Regions from separate parts of the Mus musculus genome. Here region 2 is linked to region 1. The links are chromatin contacts, called in public promoter capture Hi-C maps. All regions are on one chromosome and are shown on one strand. The core of a region is the stretch at or near the end of the contact, and the rest is flanking DNA. Distances in the headings are between cores, read along the strand shown.

The links. Promoter capture Hi-C pulls out the DNA fragments that hold promoters and counts their contacts.
Region 2: a promoter capture Hi-C map of the 3T3-L1 cell line shows a contact between it and region 1, with 4 times the contacts expected there. The contact joins two enhancer-like sites. A contact is called at or near these places in 8 of 39 promoter capture datasets (the 3T3-L1 cell line, the HPC-7 cell line, cranial neural crest and 4 more), 18 of 484 Hi-C or Micro-C datasets (the HPC-7 cell line, LSK cells, adipose-derived mesenchymal stem cells and 11 more) and 1 of 115 datasets of contacts at active chromatin or transcription factors (astrocytes).

Annotation. Positions count from the first base shown.
Region 1 is chr17:74,666,898-74,671,768 of GRCm38.p6, forward strand. Birc6 (baculoviral IAP repeat-containing 6) reads left to right here. Exons shown (of 73, transcript NM_007566.3): 63 at 1,862-2,026; 64 at 3,317-3,485. Among named protein-coding and RNA genes, the nearest start is that of Ttc27, 48 kb to the right of the region's middle. Within about 2 kb of position 1,299, at least 24 of the 459 cell types and tissues checked have an H3K27ac peak or open chromatin away from gene starts, as enhancers often do.
Region 2 is chr17:75,520,320-75,525,437 of GRCm38.p6, forward strand. It overlaps Rasgrp3 (RAS, guanyl releasing protein 3), which reads left to right. Exons shown (of 17, transcript NM_001166493.1): 14 at 3,830-3,866; 15 at 4,147-4,272; 16 at 4,572-4,933. Among named protein-coding and RNA genes, the nearest start is that of Fam98a, 29 kb to the right of the region's middle. Within about 2 kb of position 2,507, at least 43 of the 459 cell types and tissues checked have an H3K27ac peak or open chromatin away from gene starts, as enhancers often do.

The DNA.
Region 1 (4,871 bases), core at 49-2,548:
TTCTGTAAGATTCCCGAGCTCCATCTTATGTTTGTTTATGAGTCTCTGCATCTCGTTCCTTTGGCTGCTGGGACAGAAGTCAGTTATGCTAGGTTCCTGTCTGCAAGCTTAATAGAGTATCATTAATAGTGTCAGGGATTGGTTCTCACCCATGGGATGGGTCTCAATTTGGGGCAGTCATTGGTTGGCCATTCCCTCAGACTCTGCTCTATCTCTGTCCCTGCACATCTTGTAGGCAGGGTACATTTTGGGTCGAAGGCTTTCTGGTGGGTTGCTGTCCTTATCCTTCTACTGGGAGTCCTGCCTGGCTACAAGAAGCAGCCACTTCAGGATCTATATGCCCCACTACTAGGAGTCTTAGCTAGATTCACCTCTATAGACCTTGTGGACCTCTTCCCATCTCAGGTCTTTGGCACATCCTAAAGATTGCCCTCCCACTGTCTACTTCCCTTTCCTCTACCCTGTTCTTCCTACATATGATCTCTCCCTACCCTCTCCGTCCCCTCTTTCCATCGTCTGGGATATCTATCCTCCCTTGGGCCATCCTTGTTTGGGTCTGTTGATTACGGCATGATTATCCTGTACTTTATGGTTAATATGCACTTAAAAGTGAGGACATACCATGTATGTCCTTTGGGGTCTTGGATACTTCACTCTGGATATTTTCTAGTTCCATCCATTTGCCTGTGAAATCCATAATGTCCTTGTTTTTGTTTGTTTGTTTGCTTTTTTGGTTTTTCGAGACAGGGTTTCTCTGTGTAGCCCTGGCTGTTCTGGAACTCACTCTGTAGACCAGGGTGGCCTTGAACTCAGAAATCTGCCTGCCTCTGCCTCCCAAGTGATGTCCTTGGTTTTTAATGGCTGAGTAGTCTACTATTGTATAGATAAACCACATTTTCTGTATCCATTCTTCAGTGGAGAGGCATTTAGGTTATTTCCAGTTTCTGGCTATTACTTATTATAAAACTGCTTTGAACATGTTGAGCAAGTGTCCTTGTGGGGTGGTGGAACATCTTTTGGGTATATGCCCAGGAGTGGCATACTGGGTCTTGAGGTAGAACTATTCCTAATCCGAACAGTGAGGAGTGTTCCCCTTGCTTCACCCCCATGTGCTGTCCTTTTAGTTCTTGATCTTAGCCATTCTGATATGTTCCTTCTAAAAATAGAAGTTGTCTTTCTCCTTTGATTGAGAAATCTCCTGAGATAGTTTTTTACTGGAGCCCTAAAATGGTCTGGCTTAAACTTTTCTGTGTTTCTGTTTCTATTTGGTTTTGAGTCATTGATTCTTTGAGCCTTAAGTAGTTTTCACTTTCATTTATTTTCTCCCTCTGCCTCCTCCTCTGCCCTCCCCTTCTCCTCCTCCTCTCCCTACTTCTTCTTTACTCCTTCCCTCCCTCCCCCACCCGTGTGTGTGTGTGTGTGTGTGTGTGTGTGTGTGTGTGTGTGTGTGTGTGTCTGTGTCTGTGTCTGTGTCTGTGTCTGTCTGTCTGTCTGTCTGTGTCTCTCTGGTGTTCTTTCCAAATTTTCTTTATACAACATGCATTAGTCTACTTTCTTGCAGCTGGATAGTGTTCCCTTGATTAGTTCAATATATTCATTCATTGGCAAGCATTTGGGATCTTTTTATCCTTGGATTGTAGTGTATAATACTGCTGTGTGCGGGTGTATACAAATGTTTATTTTAGCACCAGTTTTCATTGTGTTTGGTGTATGCCTAGGAGTGTCACAGTAAGTAGTTTTCAACTTTTTGATGAATGGCCAAATTGATTTTTATATTGTTAATCTTTTGGATAGTCCTAATGATAATTTAAAAAAAAAAACAAATAATACCAAATACTAGTAATTTTCCTCTTCTTAAAAGCCGCAGGTGTCAAATTCCCATAACCCCACATCAGCAGAAGAACAGCAGCTGTACTGGGCCAAAGGGACTGGCTTTGGCACAGGTTCCACGGCATCAGGATGGGACGTGGAACAAGCCTTAACTAAACAGAGGCTAGAAGAGGAGCATGTGACCTGCCTTTTGCAGGTACGCTTGTGAGTCGGTTGTTATCAGTACTGATGATTTACTCAGTTCATTAAGTATTTTGTCTTTTTTCTTTTTGCTGAGATGTTTCATGTTTTCTAGGCTGCCCTTGAACTCTGATCTTCCTTTCTTCACCTCCAAGTGTAATCATGACAGATGTGCTCCAGCATTCTTAGGCTTGCTTTTGCTTTCTTCTCCAAATACAGTATAAATGCCATGGTTTAAAGAATGGTCTTTTATGCTTGTAATTCTAAATATATTCCCCTCAATTAGCTTCTCACCTCAGATACAATTATCCTTTGATTTCAAGATGTTCTCTAGAAACATAACATCTGCTAGCTAGCCTTTGTTTTAATGTAAAGCCTCTGACCTGTGCTTACAACCCAGTATTCGTACTCCATTCTGCACTGGGACCTCTCACCGCTAAACTGTACCTGTAGCTCACTCTCAGTTCAAATTGTTCTATAGTGATTCCACAATCAAGCAAGTTGAAAATAGGAGGGGACATCTTTATATCATAGAAATAAATGAAATTGCCGCCATTTTGAAGTGTTACTTTGCAGTTTTAAGATGGCATGCTCGTTGTAGTATAAATTCTGAGGTCCCAGCACTCTCAGACTGAATCAGTGCAGTGAGGACTTGGAGTGCAGCGTAGTAGCGTGTGTGCCTAGCATTCATGGGCCCTCTGGATTCAGTCCTCGGCACCGCATTAAAGTGACACTGCGAGCGAGCATCTGAATCTCAGGTCACGGTGACCCACATGGCCAAGTGGAGGCCACGGGAGCCTCCTGAGTTCCCCAGAAAGAGAAATCCAAAGGCGACAGTGGTGATGCTCCCGTGTCTGTCAGTCACTGTCCAGTCACTGCTCTGTTAGTCACGGCTTACTGCGCTCGTGTGCTGCTCTGTCCTCAGGGCGCTCCTCTTTCAGTTACATAGAGAGCTATTGTCCTGTGTAAGCAACCCTCAGCAAACAGTCCCTTCCCTTCTGAAAAGTTAAGTGGAAATGTCCTTTTTTAGCCGTGTTTGATATCTCAGGCCTATAATCCCAGCACACAAAGTTGAGGGATAAAAATCCAAGGCCACCCTCTCAGTCGAGAAACCCAACCTTGAGGTTTGTCAGGGCCTTATGTGGAAAAGCTATCTCCAAAATGAAAAGTACACAATCAGAAAGAGTGTCAACATTGGCTAAGTAAAAACCAGATGCTCTTGAGTGTGCTGAGATCAAGTGTCTAGTTATGAAACACATCACTGAAGTGTATAAAGCTGAACTCCAATTTCTTGTCTGCAATGCAGGTCCTTGCGAGTTACATAAACCCCATGAGTGGTGCTGTCAATGGGGAAGCCCAGGCGTCTCCCGAGAGCCGCGCCCAGAACAGCAGTGCTCTGCCCTCGGTGCTTCTGGAGCTCCTCAGTCAGTCCTGCCTCATCCCAGCCATGTCCTCCTACCTGCGCAACGACTCCGGTGAGTCAGGGGTGCAGGCGCTGCACGGCTGCGTAACCTCAGACACGACTCTAACTTGAAAGTCCATTATTGAAAAAGTAAGGCCGTGATACTGCCTAAGAAGGGTATAAAGTTTTTGAAATTAAAGTTACCATAGACAGCCTTATCAACGTGCAACTGATGTAGGGTTATTTTGTAATGTACATGAATATAATGTGGCATAAGTGAATATAATGGGCTTTTATATTAGTCACACCTTCCTTGTCTCATCCCTGTCTCTCTCACATTGCTCTCAGTTCTTCCCAAGTAGTTACTTATCTGCCTCCTTGTCCTTTTTCCTCTACTTTAAAAATGTGTGTGTGTGTGTGTACACAAATGGACATGCTTGCCAAGACACACCCGTGGAAGTCAGGTCACGGTTCAGTTCTTTTCACCGTGGAAGCTCCACTACAGCTCAGGTCTTCAGTGCTGTATCCATGACGCCTTCTCCCTTTGGGGCCTTTTGAATCTATTTCAGGGTAGTTTGGGTTTGTACTTCCTTGATAGCTAATCATTATGAAAATTGTGTTATGTTGGCTATTTAGGCCTCCTGTTTTAAAGTCTATATAGTTCAGTTCGTTTGTCTTTTTTGACTTTTTTGGTGTTTATCAGTTCTTTATATATTCTTAGTATTAATTAACCTTTTATCAGGAGAGCTGAGATCCTCTTGTTAGAGGTAGCCACTGTTAAATTTGGTGTTGTATTCTCTCTCTTGGTTCTTTTCACTTGTGGTATAATGATGAATATGCTATTCTTTTGTGTGTGTGTGTGCATGCGTGTATAATTATAAATATATGCATGTATGTTCTTTTATGTATGCTATAGTTAGCTATAGTAGTATTAGTTTTAGATTCTAACTTTTATTTAGGAAATTTAAGATTAGTAAATGCTTTTAGAAACATGGAGATTTATGCAGATTCAGTTTTGTTCACATAAATTCTGAACAATTCACCTTCTTTATCTAGACTGTTTAATGAATTGCTCTCCTACTAGATCTCTCCAATAATTTGGTCCTTTTTATAGACCTGAAAGGAAAATGTATTTCTTTTATATATAAGTGGAAACATGTTTGTTTCTGGACATTCCAACAGATTCCAAACACAAGACACCATATTTCGCTGATCCCGCTGAGGTGAGATTGGAGCTCATTTCCTTAGTGATCGGCAGTCCCGAAGTTAGTTATTCCTGTTGAGAATATGGTTTGTTTTGATACTGAGTTTTAAATATACTTACTGGCCCTTTTCTATCTTTTAAGAAACTTGTGTTCAGATCTTTTGTTCTTGGATTACATGGATTATGTTAGTTATTGAGTTTAAGTATTGTAAGACTCAAAGGGTTTACAAAAGTCTCTTTGTAACCTACCCCTTG
Region 2 (5,118 bases), core at 1,257-3,756, 850 kb after region 1:
TGGTAGAGGCGTGTTATGGTGAGGGTGACAAGGAATGGGTGCCTCTGTAGGCCCATGCTGAGGCATTCCTCCCCCACCCCACCACCAACCCCCGAGGTACCAGCCTATCCAGGTAACTGTTGGGCAGAGCCTAGAGAAAATGCTAACACTCTATACCTATCCTCCGTGATTCTATGGGTTGTAGGTTGGCTATCATTGACTTCATTGACTTAACAGTTCATTTCCATACATAATTGTATACACACCATATTTGTTTTTCTGAGCCTGGGTTGCCTATCTGAGGCTTTTTTTTTTTTTTTTTTTTGTAGTTCATTTAATTTACCTGTGAGTTTCTCATATATATGATTGACCCTTACTCTCCTTCTGGTCCTACCCTAGTGGCTTTGTTCACACAGGAACAACCCAGAAACTGGGACTGGAATGTCATTAAAGTTTTGCAGGTTGAGACTTGCATGTATCTATTTCCTGAATCATCGTTGATGTGTTTATAATAAAATAAAGAAGCCAGGTATGGTGGCGCACGCCTTTAATCCCAAGCAGTCAGGAGGCAGAAGCAGGTGGATTTCTGAATTCGAGGCCAGCTTGGTCTACAAAGTGAGTTCCAGGACAGCCAGGGCTACACAGAGAAACCCTGTCTTGAAAAATCAATCAATCAATCAATCAATCAATCAATCAATCAATCAGAGGGACCAGCCACATGAAGATGGCGGTACAGTATAGAATAGAGTTTATTCAGGGCATGGGGAGGGGAGTTAGGAGGGTAGTAGAGGCAGAGAATGGCAGAGAGAAGTAGAGGAGAAGAATAGAGACTGGCCATGAGCATGTGGAGAGAGGGGGAAGGGGGGGGGCAAGCAGCCCCTTTTATAGTGAGTCAGGCCTACCTGACTGTTGCCAGGTAACTGTGGGGTGGAGTTTAGATAGAACGCTAACAGTCATCTTCACCTCTTACATGACAGAAGCCAGCTAGATGATTTAAAATTTCACAGACTCTTGAGAAGGTATAATTAACCTGATTGCCCACTTTCCCTTTCTGCCCCCATTTAGTCTTTAGTGGTCCTGAGCTAACCTATCAGTGGTGTGAAGACATCTTTACTGCCCAGAGGCAAACTGTGATGCCGCCAGAAGGCATTTGCATCTTAATGTGTACTGAAAGACCTAAGGACTGTAAAGGATCAAAAGAATCTCTGGGGTCCCCTGATGGGATTTCTTTGTTTGCATGAGAGGAAGGGGGCAGCCACCCGGGCGTCCTTTCTTAGTCACTCTACATTGGTAGCTACTTCATTTTTTAAAATCAGGGCCAGACGCTCCTACTCAGAGGACATGTTGACCATAATGCATTGTGAACAGTGTTCCCTCTCCTGAGGCCATTGGCCTATCCTTTTCAGCATCACTGTATTAAGTAAACAGCAAGCACCTAGACTAATCCATTACCAAGGTAGAGTTTTTCCAGTCTAAGCCCACTAAACTAAGCTAAGCCTAATACTGAACGTGCTGGCATCCCTGCTGCCCTGGGCTAGGGCTATGGAGAAGGTAGAAGGAAGATCTGGGCAAGGACACTTTTCTCACAGTGTTAAACACCAGTATACCAGGAGGGCAAAGTCCCAACTTTTACTGGAGTTTTTAGTGTCAGAACCTGGGACCCAGACGCCTCTCTAGGCTTAGCCACCTGACTTCAAGATGCCAACTAGACAAATAAACAATTCAATGTGGCCATGTTGGGAAGAGGGACTGCTGTGTTTTTTTAAAAAGAGAAAAAGAAGCTAGGGATATGTTTGGTGGAGGCTCAGTATGGTGTCGGGGAAGGGGGTGCTTCTGTGAGCCCAAGCTGAGGCATCGCTTCCCCCTGAGGTACCAGCCACAGGAAAGTATCGAATAGAATTATAGAATAGAGTTTATCTAGGGCATGGATGGGAGTTGAGGGGCAGGAGAGAGAGAGAGAGAGAGAGAGAGAGAGAGAGAGAGAGAGGGAGAGAGAGAGAGAGAGAGAGAGAGAGAGAGAGAGAGAGAGAGAGAGAGAGAAGAAGAAGAAGAAGGAGGAGGAGGAGGAGGAGGAAGAGGAGGAGGAGGAGAGGCTGGCCATGAGCAGGTGGAGAGGGGGAGGGGAATGAGGAGAGGGGACCGAGGGGTTAAGAGGGTAGGAGGGAGAGGAGCAAGAAAAGAGAGGGAGGAGGGGGGGCAAGCAGCCCCTTTTATGGTGTGTCAGGCACACCTGGCTGTTGCCAGGTAACGGTGGGGCAGAGCCTAGAAGGAATGCCAATAGCGACAAATAAAGAGGTGCTGCACGACTCCATCTAGTCTTCTGAGTTCTGACACTCCAGGTTTGTGCTTAACTAGAGCAGGTATGATCTACGACCAGGAAGTCTTTGTTGAAGTGTGGTTTGGCCCGATTTTGACCCAGCCTTGTCTCAGCTCCAGTCTCTTTTGCAAGGTGGCCCGAGAAGCTGTCAGGATTGTGGGAACTCTCTCTCAGAGAGAGATGCCCCTCCTCTTGCTGGTCTGGGACTTCAGCCTCTTTGTCTCCAGGCATGAGCTTGCTGGAAGCTCCAGTTCCCTGGGGACCATTGCTTCATTCAATAGCTTGAGGGATAAAGGGAAGGGAACACGGGACTCTTTAGAATGTCTTCATTTCTGCCAAGATGTTACACCACAACCAAGACTGTGGCCAAAACAGCTTGCAAAAACACTCCTCATCCAACCTGAGGCATTTGTCATGTCAAAGAACAAAATTATAGTTTCGGTTAAAGATCCTAGCTATCACTGTTTTAGATTCTAAAACCAGGCAACACGTAATTCAACAAAACAGGGTATGTTTTCCAATGAACCTGGTGGCAGAGGTTGATTTTATAGACAGAGAGAAGCCTAAGCAATAGCAGATTGGTCCCTCCCTGTGCATGAAGGTGGGGAGAGAACAATAGAAAAATAGCCAGGTGTAGTGGTACATGCTTATAATAACATCAACACTTGGGAGGGTGAGGCAGGAGGATTGGAAGTTCAAGACCATCTTGGGCTACATCATGCAGTCCTGTCTAAACAGAAAAGGAGAACTGATTGCATGAGTCCCTTCACCTTTCCTTCTTATGAATTAAGGTGTAGGTAGAAAATTGAAACTGGCCATTTGGGAAGAATTAAGTTGTTGCTTCTCCTGGTTCCGGGAAAGGCCTGATAAAAAGCTTAATTTCAGCACTGTAGAATGGAGCGTTCGTATGAGTGATTGTTTTCTGATGTTTAATCCTGTGTGTTGGGGTCTTGTGCAGCAACTAAATCCATCACAATGCTCCCTGGAACCTTTGGTTAGCAGTGGCTTCATACTTACTAACTTCGTGGAAGCAACCATATCCTTGTTTGGCAGCGTCAGAGCCTTTTTGACAGCCCCCACAGCCCTGCCACAGACACAGTGCAAGCACATGTGCCCCTTTTTTACCTGGCAAAATCCAAATTAGTAATTTGCTTATATTGTTTCCTTCCCTGCAGAAGGTGGCAAAAGCTGTCAGTATCATTAATGAGAAAGACAGGAAGACCTACTGGTCAATTCCTACATATTTGGCTTGAAAGTACATCACCAAAGGGGAACCAACATACCAATTTACCAACTTTAATTTCCCATCCCATCTACCATTTGGCTCCAAGAAAGAAAAGGGAAGTTAACATCACAGCTGGGGGTTGGGGGGATGGGAGAGGCTCCTCTCCGACAGGAAGGGTGTCTAGAGCAGCTCCATCCTGTTTGTGAGCCACCAGTTGTTGGCCTTCCCAGGACTTTTTTCTCTGTTGACTTGTTTTCCTTCTAGACGTCTCTTCCCATCCACTGACATTGCCTCATCTTCTGTTTCAGCTCTGGGGCATAATCAAACAAGGCTACAAGTGCAAAGGTAAATACCTGGGATGCGATGGATATTTTGGGTAGGAATCAAATCGGTCTAATTAAACCATAAATAGTCTTGGCCTCACTGAGAACTTTGGTCTCTTGGGACAATAGAAGCTAAAGAGTTAATCTGTGCCCCCAACAATGGCTTCCTAGATTCATCCCTGAAATTCAGAAGGGGGTCTGCAAGGCCAGCAAGGCTGGCAAGGCTAGCAGCTGTTTCCACTCTGGAAGCTGAGTCAGACACACGGTTCACACTCATTTGTGCTAATTTGGGTTCTTTTTAGACTGTGGAGCCAACTGCCACAAGCAGTGCAAAGACCTCTTGGTTCTGGCCTGCAGGAGACTTGCCAGGGCACCCTCCTTGAGCAGCAACCCCGGGTCACTGCCTGGAAGCCCAGCCTTGCCCCCAGGTAAGGCTCTCTGTGTTCTTCACAACCCCTCCCACCCCACCCCGCAGTGTTTTTTTAAAGCACCTCTCCATACCTGTCCTTGATTTGTTTTCTGCATCTACTTAGGGTCTGAATCATACAAACACAAGGGCACTCCCTTCTGTAGATTGCTCTGGATGCTAAACCCTTCATTCTGTTGCTTTTTGATCTGGTCCTCTGGAACCCTGCATATCAGATTCCTGGTGTCTGTACTAACAGCGATGGTTTGCTCCTGGACAGACCAATGTCAAATAATAATCACTCTTTTTTTTCCCTTCTAGTGCAGGATGAGGTATTTGAGTTTCCTGGGGTCACGGCTGGACACCGAGACCTGGACAGCAGAGCCATTACCCTGGTTACAGGATCTTCCCGGAAGATCTCCGTGAGGCTGCAGAGAGCCACCACTAGTCAAGCCACCCAGACGGAACCTGTGTGGTCAGAGGCTGTCTGGGGAGACTCAGGGTCCCATACCTTCCCCAAAATGAAATCCAAGTTCCATGACAAAGCAGCAAAGGACAAGGGCTTTGCCAAGTGGGAAAACGAGAAGCCCACGGTACAAGCTGGTGTGGATGTTGTAGATCGAGGCACTGCATTTGAACCTGACCAGGATGATGGGCAAGATGAAGCCAAGCAGGGTGGTGAGGTCAGTGCTGTGAATCCATGACTACCCTCAGGAGGAGGAGGAGGAGGCTGAGTGTGCTGATATGGGCTTGTAGCTCTGGTAATAGCCTCATGACTTCAAAAGCACTGTGATCAGAAATCAAGATGTATGTATTCCTTTTAGAGTTACTACTGGCTAGTTATATGAACCAGGAAAGATGATTTCTT